Regions from separate parts of the Gossypium hirsutum genome. Here region 2 is linked to region 1. The links are chromatin contacts, called in public Hi-C maps. All regions are on one chromosome and are shown on one strand. Each heading gives the region's core, a stretch centred on a gene start, on an enhancer-like site or on the middle of the called end of the contact. The rest is flanking DNA. Distances are from core to core; before and after follow the strand shown.

Region 1 (5,973 bases), core at 2,779-5,278:
AGATTAATTCACTTGTGACATTCATGGTGTGACTTACCTAAATATTGAGTAAGTGAATGACCATGTGCATGTAACTCATGTGCTTTGAGATATTGAAAACTTGTGCTCCCATGAAAGTGGACCAAAAGTTGGTATGTTAGTTTTTAACATGAACACTTGTCTGGAATAATAAACGATTGAACAATGATAAATAGTGTATGAGTTATTGTTCATAAAAAAATGCATTTTCTTGAGAGGACAAGAGATGATTGGGAAATTAATTTAATTTTTTTAATTATTATTTATTTGTATGAAATTTAATAATTGAGTCAAAGTGAAAATTAATAATTAGTCATTGTATTTATAATTAGGCAATTAAATTAAATTTAGGCATAGATTCTATTATGATAAAGTCGTCATAATTTTAATAGAATTATATTTGGGTTTTGTAAATAATTCAATTGGATTGATTAATTAAATAAATAAAATAAAATAATTATTAATGGATAGAAAAATTAAGTATTGGGTTGGATAATTATTTGAGTTTATTTTTTATGTGTATCAAAATTTGACAATACTCTGGAATGACATATTTTTGTGTATTAATTACATATTTATTTTGAGTATGATCCTACTAATTTGAACTATTTATGGTTTTTTATCTTGTAGGGACTAAATTGAAGGCAAAAGGAAATTTAGGGGCAACAAACGTGATTTAAAGATAAAATGGGCAGAATGCAAAATAGGAAAGAAGTGGAGTCGAAAATATAAGGTGTGGAAGACTTGGGGGCAAAAGTGCAAAGAAGAGATTTTATAAATACAAGACTCTATTTAAATTTTAATTATATTAGGATAATTGTTAAGATTATTATTTAGATTTAATTTTACCTTTTATCTTTATTTATCTTTAGAATTTAATTAGAAATAGATTAGGTTTTTTAAGTACTATAAATAGGAGATGGAGTGACACAAATTTCACTCTTCTTTTCTGAAAACACTTCCTCTCCCAAAAAGCTTAACCTTTGTTCCTTCCATATTATTTAATAAAATTCCATTTTTATTAAGTTTATTTCTTTTTCCCTAAAAAGCATGAGCCACTAAATTTATCTAGCCAAAGGTTGTCGAGATCCCCCAAAAAGGCTTCATGAGCCTTAGAATCCACACGTAACCTTCTCAACGAGTATTCATCATTTCTCCGCATTACGGGACTGACGCTTCTGTCCATATCCCTCCAAAGGTGATCTTTTCAACTTGTGCAAAGAACGGCCGCTTTATATGTTTTGGGAAGGTTGCACAATCGGTTCATTAGCCTACTGCGTCAGTGGTTGTCAAGCCTAAGAGACAAAATGGCATGGCATTCGCTATTGATAAGTGATGATCTAGTGTAAAATGGTCCCATAAAAGCGACGGTTAGCTAGAGTCAGATTCCTTTAAATCGTAAGTCTAATATCTAAGTGGAGCTGGTGGTTGTAGGCATCCTCTTCCACTATAACTGGCTTATTTTGTTTGAGAAGGATCACTTAAAAGCTTAAGATTGAACCCAAGGCGAATCAAGACAACCGAAGGCTGGAATCTCTCCATAAAAAAACTCTCTTTCCTCAACTCTGTTTATCTTTACAATTTTAATTTTAATTTTCGCAATTTCAGTTCAATCAAACTTTTAATCCTGTTTTTTTCCCTGGTACCCAGGTTTTCTTAGGCACGACTATGTCCGGGATCTCGAGGAACAAGAACTTGTGCAAATCCAGTCCCTGAGAATTTGACCCTACTTCCCTTATATTATTCTTTTCATTATTTTATAGGGATAGGATATTTTTGGTGCTCTTAACGACGTATCAAAATTAAAAAGTAAATTAATTAGACTCAATATAAAACTGCCCAGCTATCCCACAAGAGGACTAATTGTTGCGGTACAAGTATTCCCCAATACTTGTTGTTGGCTTTAAGGTGCCATAGTTCGAGTAGGACTCACTTTTTATTGAGTAATTATTATGTTGGGTAAACTACACAGATAACCACTCAACTATCAAAAACTTTCATTTTAAGTACTCAAAAAAAAAGTTACAGTTTAAGCACCCGCGTTACATAGTTCTGTCATTTGGGTTACTCCTATTAAAATCACAAACGACAAGTTGACGTGACAGTTAAAAATCGGTATAATAATAAATTTAGCCCTCAACTTTTATATATTATACCGATTAAGTCATAATTTAAAAAAAATTATCCCTCAAAATTTACAAATGGTCTCAATTTTTTGTAGGGGTTAAGAACTTCCCATCCATTGTCCCATTACTAAGTAAAAAATTTAGCCCACCACGATGTATTTAATTAGAACTAAAATGATAAATTTTATAAATACTGAGGGCTAAATTTGTTAATTTTTTTATATTTAGAATCAAATTGATAAAATGTGTAAACATTAGAGGGCTAATTTTGTTACTAGACCAATAAAAAAATGCCACATCAATCAGAGTGACTAAAAAATTTAATTTCAAAAAGTTTAGTGACTAAATTAAAAAAATTAATAGTTAGGTGACCAAAATAGAATGGAAAGCATAGTTGAGTGATCGTTTTATAATTTACCCATAAAAATAACGTTCAGCATTTTTCATGTCATAATTTACTAGAAAAATTAACAAAGGGACTAATTTACATATTTTAAAATATATAAAGATTAATTTATCTATTTTTTAATAGAAAAGTTGAAATACTATCCATCGTACTTTCCTAATATATACAACACTTAAATTCCAAATAGCATAGTTTAATTATAAAAGAAAGAGATAGAAATTGAAGTAGTTACATTTACAATTCAATCTCTACAACTCTAAAACTTCATTTCCTCCGGTCCAAGTTAAGCATCTAAATTTCTTATAAACAGAAGATTAACATCATCTTCGATATTTCAAAATCTAATAACACCCCCCCCCCCAAAAAAAAATACTTCAGATATATTAATAAAAAACCAATCTAATTAATAACTTAGTCAAGATTCTTACAAGCACATATCAATAATGAGAATTCACCTCTTTCTTGATGTTCTCCAAATTTGGCCTTTTTTTCTTCTAACCAAAGCCTGCTATCTAATCCGCTCCTTGTCCTAAACATGAAAACAGCACACTTTGATGTTCGGTTAAAGAGCCAATCATGCAAATCCCACATCATATCTATCAATAATCCATCCAAAAAGATCACTTGATTCCCTCTGAAATTCCACCTCAATCTCTTTACTTGAAACACCTTCTTTTTACCAATGGTGACACAAAATTCAGGGTTTCTCCAAACCTTTCGTTTTTCTTCATATTCTTCATTGCATTTGATTAAAATTTCATGAACCAATCCTTCCTCACAAAATTGAGCCTTGGTTGAATAAACGCTAGTGGTGCCTATGAAAACTTCAGTCCTTGAAACCAATGAAAAATTGGATGTTGCCTTTTCTTCATTGTTGGTATGAATTATATCCCCAAGAGATAAACAAAGTTGGGAGTCAACTAAAACAAAAAGTGAAAACCTGGTGCTTGGTTCGGGTCCATTCATATACTGAGCATTGGAAACATCCCAAAAGACTTCAATCTCTGAATTGCAAGCTTTGAAGGTTTTGCTGCCTTTGCTCTTTGAAAGATGGTAGGAATTGTGATCGAATTTCGATGGGGTTTCGCCAACCGCGATCGTTAGGCCTCGGCCTAGGAGATTGTTGCACCAGGTGAGGGCGATGAGGAGGTTTCTTTGAGAGGAGATTTTAGCTTTGTATATACATTTTACAGTGTTTGGAGTTGAAGGGGTAAGGTTGGGGGTGAGACAAGGTTGATTTGATGGCCTTGAACAATAAGAATCCGACACTTTGATAGCATGTTCATTGTAACAAGATGCTATGCTCCTCATTGTAAGAGAAAATCCCAGAAAGAAATTGGAAATTTTAGGCCTTTCTCCCCCTCTTCTATTGGAATAAATGCTGGTGAGACAGAGGCTTAAAGAAAGGCGCCTTTTAACTCTTCCTTCCCTCAGCCACAAGAAAATTGACTCATTGTTTAGTTACTCTTCCTTGTCAATGGCTTTTAAAAGAAACACTTTGCAATAAGCAAGTAAACGGGACTTTAAAATTATTCTAATTAAACCTTTGAGCCTTTGGGTGTTTACTGCCAGTTTAGATCTGTCATGAAATATATATTACATGGCATTGACAATTTAGATTTAAAATGTTATAAAATATATAGCACTAAAAACTTTAGTTTTCTTAAATTTTAATCATACAATTTATTTAAATAAATTAATTTTAAGTTTTTCATACAATATATACTCACATGTTTAAACTTTGATACATGTTTTTTAAATATATTCCAATTTGAAATAACATTTAACAATCAAGCTGATGAGTAAGTTGACAAAATAACCTTATTAATATGATAATAATATTTTGAGAGCTATTTTAAATTTATATCCATTTGTAAATATTTAATACAATTAATCTTAAAAATATTAATTACTCTTAAAAAGGATTGTTTATTTGAAAACTTTTTAACGGAATTTTCTTCTTAAAAGAATTGGAAGATGGAAGGTGGAAGAAATTGCTATTCTCTGTGTTATCCCATGTGGACAGTTTTCTTTTTTCAATTAATTGCTAGTGGAAAATGGAATTAAAATGTAAAAAAAAAAAAAAGAAAACAAAAAAACTGAAATCCATGTCCCTAGGTGAAGCCAGGAGTGTACATTAAATACGATTCTTCTTTAACCTTATAAATTTTGCATTCAATGAAAATTAAAGGCCAAACGTCATTTACTTTTTGTTCTTTAGCTTCATGTGCCTCTTGATTAGAATAATTAAGAATCTAATTAAATTAACATCAATTAAACTTTTGACCCTGATCATCCCACCATAAAAATATATAACTTTAAATTCTTAATAAAAAAACTGAATATAATATAGGATAAAAATGATGAGAATAATAATAACCAAGTTGAAGTTGAAGCCGTAAGGTAAAACAAAAGGAATTTGATGAACACATGGGATTGGGGGTTTACTGGGAATGCAATTGGGCCTCAATTGATGATAGTGATATTCTTTTGGTCCTACAAAATTAAAATCCGTCTTCAGATTCACCTACTAACAGCTATATAGTAAAGGCAACGATGGGTGAAGTTATCCCATTTACACCCCCACCCATCAGTTACAGAATATATCTCTACAACTCTTATTAATTTGTTGTTAAATTGCAATATAGCTCCCCATTTAATGATTACATATGCTAACCGTTTTTATCACGGTACTGAATTCTGTTTCGGTACTGTTTGTACCGGTCAGAACAATTCGTTTTGGTAGTAAACTGAAATAAACTTCAATTTCGTTCCGGTGCAAATTCCGGTCTATACCGATGTTTATTGGTTGACTTTGTCTATACTGGCAGGTACCAAAAAAATAATTTTAAAATATATCTTAAATCTTAAATTTTTATAATTTTTTTAGATTTTTTGAATTATGGATTATTGCATGTAGTATGAGATGATCTTATTGTTTAATTTATTGTATAATTTTTTTCATGTTTATGTTGAGTTTGTTTGATGATGAATTGTATTTGTGGAGCTTATTAAAGAATATTTTATGTAATTTATGTGTATTTTATATTTGAAATTTATTTAATATCATTTTTTGATATTTGAAAATATTTTTTGTATACATATATCAAATATTTTTAAAAAATAATGATAAATTCAAAACAATATACAAAAATAAACTGATATCAATATTTATCAATTCTAATAATGTAGTATTCATAGATACAATACTTACTACTAAACAAAAAATCAATAGTCCAATCGGGAATCCTTTTCACCAGCTAAGAATAGATTGTATTAAGATGATCTTCAGAGTTTGATTGATATCTTTAGTTTATTAAATATTTTACTAATGATGGTAATTGTTGAAATTAACCTCCTCAAAAAAAATATAATTTTTATTAATCTTAACCTATCCTAATGATATTTATTATGAAAATTTTA
Region 2 (6,394 bases), core at 1,093-3,592, 560 kb before region 1:
ACAATCTTGGGTGATTTTATCTCACTTCTCATTACAGCCCATGCCAAACACATCATTCTAACTTAGGTTTTACCTCATTCTGATACCCTAGCACAAAAGCAACATCTAATATTTGCTAAAATTGCATGCCACACCCCAATATACTGCCCACTACAGCATAAAATGCAGATGTACCAGCATGCCTCCACTCAATTTCTAGAACTTCTTTTCCAACAATAAAATGACAAATCAAAAAAAGTCATAGCCATATCAAGCATATATGATCAGCATCTTATAACCAAAAGCATCAATTAGAAATAGGGTAAAATCAAAGCTAATTCACATTAGCATACGTTCTAAACATAATAGCATCATTACTGTACTCATTGATACCAGCAAGGAACAAATACTGCAAGCCAGTAAACACCAATTGATTGCAACAAAATATACAGACAAAAGCAAATATAGTGCCGTGCAAATGAAGTAATTCACATTAGCATACGCAAGAAGATACGGGGAAAAGACCACAGCACAAAGATAACGTTCTAAACATAATAGCATCATTACTGTACTCATTGATAGCAGCAAGGAACAAATACTGCAAGCCAGTAAACACCAATTGGTTGCAACAAAATATACAGACAAAAGCAATTTTAGTGAAAATATACAAAGCAATGTATTGCCTCATGATAAAATCAAACGTATATGGAACGCATTGGCAGGTTCTTACACCAAACAATGGCAGTATGGCATCACTCACTGCAAAAAACCAGGAAGACACGACACGCTTGATTAGATTATCTGTATCTTCAGTGTCACAGTCGAAATTACCATCTGCAAAGGCAAGTTCAACCCATTTTTCCCCAGTTGATTATCATCTAAGTCCATCAACCAAAACCTCCAATTCTCTCCTCCCATACCTTCTACCCGCTGCACTAGCTTCCCTACACCTCACCATAAAGTAAAATATCAACCAAGCCACCATGAAATACAGCTCCAAAGCAGCCTGAATAACAGTAGCGAAAAAATGATCCCCACCTATATAAGTCAAAACCCACATGGCAATAGCTTCATAGCACTTGATCTGTATCGCTTGGTTCAACAGTGTTGACATCAAATAACAACCTTCTTCAATAATTTCCCTCCCGGTTCTTCTCGAATCGACAATGGCAATCCAAGCAGCTAGAGAGAAAGCGAATGCAACTAAAGTATCCACCAAGAACCACGTAAACAAAAACCCTGAAATCTCCTTCTCAAAACCCCTAATCCACGGTGACATAACCGAAAAAGGCATCAACTTTAACCTAACAAAAAGCTTGAAAAACGAGTAGTGATCCTCAATTTCTCCGAAATACCATAATCCAAGAAGCTGAGTTACCGCGTCTCTTACCGCCCATTTCATTAAAACGAACCCAGTGAGTCTTTTTAATCCCACTTTTGACCCATCCAAAAAAGCCCCAATAAAGGAAACAAATCTTCCAATCAAGTCATTAACAACTGTAACAAAAAGAACACCCAAAATCAAAGAGTAAATCGTTGTAAACCCTAGAATCACCCACCCATACGAAAACGATAAAAAGCTGACGAGGAAAAAAAGCGTCGCTGCATCTTGACGGCCCAACTCAAATCCTTTATACACGAACTGAAAATCCACAACTCTTTCTTCTTGTTGTTCCCCTTCATTTCTTTCATATTCAAAGGGGCTAGTCTTGAATTTAACACCGTGACGAACAATCTCCAGCAACAGAATCCCGTTATCCGCCACGGAATGCGAAAATCCCAATCTAGTGTCAAAGTTGTAAAGAATAACCGGCGTAGAATTGATGGGGCGGTTAGGAAAAGAACCAAAGAGGGAGCGGTCCGGGTGATCATCGTCGGAAGAAAAGAAGTCGTCGTCGAGAGTACCGACACGGGTGAGGTGAAGGAAAGGACGGCGAGTAGGGTGAAGACGCGCGTGGGGGTGGGAAGGATGAAGGTCGAGGCGGGAAAGAAGGGATTTGAAAGAAGGGTCACGGTCGATGAAGGAAGTGAGGAGAAGGGAACCGGATTCAACTAAACAACGGAAAGAGAAGAGGAGTAAAGAAAGGAAAAGGATTGTGAAAGGGTGGGCGTAGAAATGCACGGCGGCTTGTCTTAGGACCTGGGAGGTAGATCGGATTTGGCCGAACCGGTGGTGGTGATCCGTCATGGCAGTCTCCGGTGGGTTCAGATTTTATGGGAAGTGAAGAAGCATTGGTGACGATTTAGATGAAATTAGAACGGGGTCCCGTTTTTCTGATTTTCTATATCTGTCAATATATATTTTGGGTCTGGGCCTTTGAAATTATCGTGGGTCCATGTTTAATATTAAATTTCGTGTTATCAACGTAAATACTTGTCTAAATCCGACGTAATCTGAAATGTGATTCGTATTTTGCTTAAATTCATTCAGACCTCTGTTGAAAAAAGAAAAAGAAAAAATTCACACCTAAATTTATTTAGACGGTAAGCTTAAACGTTTTTAAAAGAAATGTAAGCTTAAACCTAGTAATTTAATCATATCATACTATACCATATATATTATATTTCAAGGTATTAGATTGTATGTATTATATTTCAACTGGTTGATATAAAAGTTTAGAGCTAGCAAATAGGCTGTTTCGGATTGGGCTTATTTTTAGATTTAAATTTTTTTAGATTTGATTTCTTTTCGAGTATAGATCAATTTTGATTCAGGTATTTTCAAGTTCAAATCTATTATAAAATTGAATTTTCAAATTTGGTCTCTTTCCGATTTGGAGATTTTCAGATTTGAGCTTGGATCGAACTGGGCAAGTTCTAACATATTCAAATAATCTTGAATTTTATTATTTATAAATATTTTAATTTCAAATGTAATAATTCATTTTATTTTTATACGATGATAACACAATTCAATTTTCCTTATAAAAAGCATAAATTATATATATTTAATAAAATTCTTTCATATAAATTAATTAAAGTGGTTATTGTATCTAAAATTGATTATTCTATGATATTATATGAATCAACAAAAATATTTTTTATTTTCTATTATTATATTATATTGACAATTGAATAACTTTTTATTTTTCTTATTAAATTTATAAACTTAATACCTATTCTAAAATATTTATTCCAAAACTAAAATATATTATAGTAAGCTCAAACCCAAATAATATACTCATTATCACCCAAATTCAAAATAAACTAAGTATAATCCAAGTCTAAAATAAAAAGAAATTAAACTCAATACTTAATTACTAATTATAAAAGTTAAAGCCCAATTTAAAATTAAATTTCATAAAAATAATATTTTATTAATATATTAAAATTCTAATAATATTTTATGTATTGCTAGTTATAATCATAAACATGTATTTACTAAATTACACGTAACTATTAATGACATATCTTTTATTATAATCTATAATATAATAATACTTATAAATACTAATACTTATAAAATATATTATCTTGTTATGGAATACTATATTACATACTATAATAGTAAAGTAGAATATAATATATTAATTATTATCATATATTATTGTTTATTATTATACTCGTTGAAATAGGCTCTAAGTCCCTATACTTTTTAGACATTTGAAAATTATCCCTACTACTACATTATATAATATTATATCATATCATATCATATAGTATATAATATATTGATAGTTTTTATATATGCATCAATGATTAAATATTATAATATCATGTAATTCTATATCTTTTATTGTAATCTATAATATAATAATAGTTATATATAATAGAAGTAAATTATATATTAATTATTAATTATTAATGTTTATTATTATACTATTTGAAATATGCTCTAAGTTCCTATACTTTTCATAGATTTGAAAGTTAGCCCTCTTACTATTATATAATGTTATATCATATCATATATTATATAATATATTAATAGTTTATATATATATATGCATTAATTATTAAACATTATAATATCATGTACTCCTATATTTTTTATTATAATTTATAATATAATAATAGTTATATATGATAATAGTACATTATATATTAATTATTATATATTATTGTTTATTATTATATTATATTGATTATTGAATAACTTTTTTCTTTTTCTTATTAAATTTATAAACCTAATACTCATATTCTAAAATATTTATTCCAAAACTCAAATTTAATATAATAAGCCCAAACTCAAATAATATAATCATTATTACCCAAACTCAAAATAAACTAATTATTGTTCAAATCTCATGTCCAAAATAAAAAGAAATTAAACACAATACTCAAATGCAATTTGTAAAAGTTAAAACCCAATTTTATATCCAAATTAATAAAAGTTATTTTATTAAGATATTAAATTTTTAATAATATTTTATTTATTGCTAGTTATAATTATAAACATGTATTTTAATATGCTAAATTATATATAACTATTGATGCTATATCTTTTATTATAACCAATAATATAATAATAGTTATTTATATATATTACGACTTATAAAATATATTATTTCATTATATAATACAATATCATATACTATAATAGTAGAGTAGTGCATAATATAATCATTATTACCATATATTATTATTTATGATTATAATGTTTGAAATATGCTTTAAGTCCCTATTTTCCTACATTTGAAAGTTAACCCACCTACTTTATTATATAATTCTATATTATTTCATATAGTATATAATATATTAATAGTTTATATATATACGCATCAATGATTAAACATTATAATATAATGTAATATTACATCTTTTATTACATTCTATAATATAATAGTAGTACATTATATATATTAGTTATTATAAAAAAATATAATATATTATTTTTTATTATTATATGGGTTGAAATATACTCAAGTCCCTATAATTTTTGTACATTTGAAAGTTAATCCTCCTATTATATTACATAATGCTATATCATATCATATAATATGTTAATAGTTTATAAATATGCATCAATGATTAAACATTATAATATCATGTAATGTTATATTTTTTAATTATAATCTATAATATAATAATATTTATATAAATAGTAGTGCATTATATATTACATATTATTACATATATTTTTTTTATTATCCTACTAGTTGAAATATGCTCTAAGTCCTTATTATTTTCGTAAATTTGAAAGTTAGTCCTCTTACTATATTATATAATGATATATCATATCATATAATTTATTAATAGTTTATATATATACATGCATCAATTATTTTTCTTTAGAAAGATAATATGTTATAAATAGAAAATAAAAAAGGAAAACCAGGTATAAGAGGGCAAATTAAACCCAAAGCCAGTAACCTTTATGTAACACCCCTCACCCGTATTCAACTCCGGAATAGAGTTACAAAGCATTACTGAACTTACAACACATTTATACATACTTTTCACATACATTTAATCAATCCATACAATCATTATTCAATCTCAATCAATTTGATCCTAATACAAGCCTACTAGGCCCTAAACATGCTTTGGAAATGGTTTGGGATCAAACCGATAACTTAAGAAACTTTCAAAAAACTTTGAAAATTTTACTCAAAACAGGGGACACATGCCCTTGTGGCCAAGCCATGTGTCTCACACGGCCATCAGCCACACCCGTGTCACAGGCCGTGTGGACATTCGAAATGGGAGCATATGGCCGTTTCCCAGCCCGTGTCTGACCCCGTGTAACTCTCTCACTTGGGTCACACAACCAACACACACGCCTTTGTGGCTATCCAGTGTGCCCTAAAAATGGCCAAACACGCCCATATGTCAAACTGTGTGCTAGGCCGTGCCAAACCTATAGGGTATACTGACTTATGCCACACAGCCAAGTCACACGCCCGTGTATGAGGTTGTGTGGAGCATACTGACTTGATTTCAAATTCAACACTAGTGGACATACGGGCCGTGTACTTAATCATGTGTCACGCACGACTGAGACACACCCCGTATCTCTGCCCGTGTGAACAAAAATAGGCTATTTGCCAAGCCAACTTTGCCACCCAAATTTCATATTCCTACACCACAATTCAAAGGCACCAACTCAAGGCATAATAAGCATTAAATTAATCTCATACCAAGCATATTCCATACCATTTCATTACTCATCAATGTAAATCACAAAATACCACAATATGCGATCTAATTTTATACTTAAATTCACATATACAATTCAATTAACTAACACTCCCAAATATACATCTTTTAGCTTAGTTTCACCAACAAACCAATGTCTATAAATCATCCGTTTAACACTCATGAATTCTATTACCATCAATCATCACACAACCATCAACCAACTCACTACAGAAGACATAAACATATATACATACATGATTCAACATGCTAAAATAGACACAAAGATGCCTTCACTCATGGCTATTCATACAATCCAAAACATATACCTTTACAAGCC

What was found. A called contact is a pair of places that touch in the nucleus more often than the background predicts.
Region 2: a contact with region 1 is called in a Hi-C map of leaf, with 3 times the contacts expected there. The contact joins the promoter of LOC107957347 here to the promoter of LOC107909266 in region 1. A contact is called at or near these places in 5 of 34 Hi-C or Micro-C datasets (callus and leaf).

Annotation. Positions count from the first base shown.
Region 1 is chrA01:59,864,965-59,870,937 of Gossypium_hirsutum_v2.1, reverse strand. LOC107909266 reads right to left here and starts at 4,028. Exons shown (of 1, transcript XM_016836737.2): 1 at 2,712-4,028. The coding sequence starts at 3,861. The coding sequence ends at 2,962.
Region 2 is chrA01:60,420,425-60,426,818 of Gossypium_hirsutum_v2.1, reverse strand. LOC107957347 reads right to left here and starts at 2,342. Exons shown (of 1, transcript XM_016892855.2): 1 at 518-2,342. The coding sequence starts at 2,167. The coding sequence ends at 854.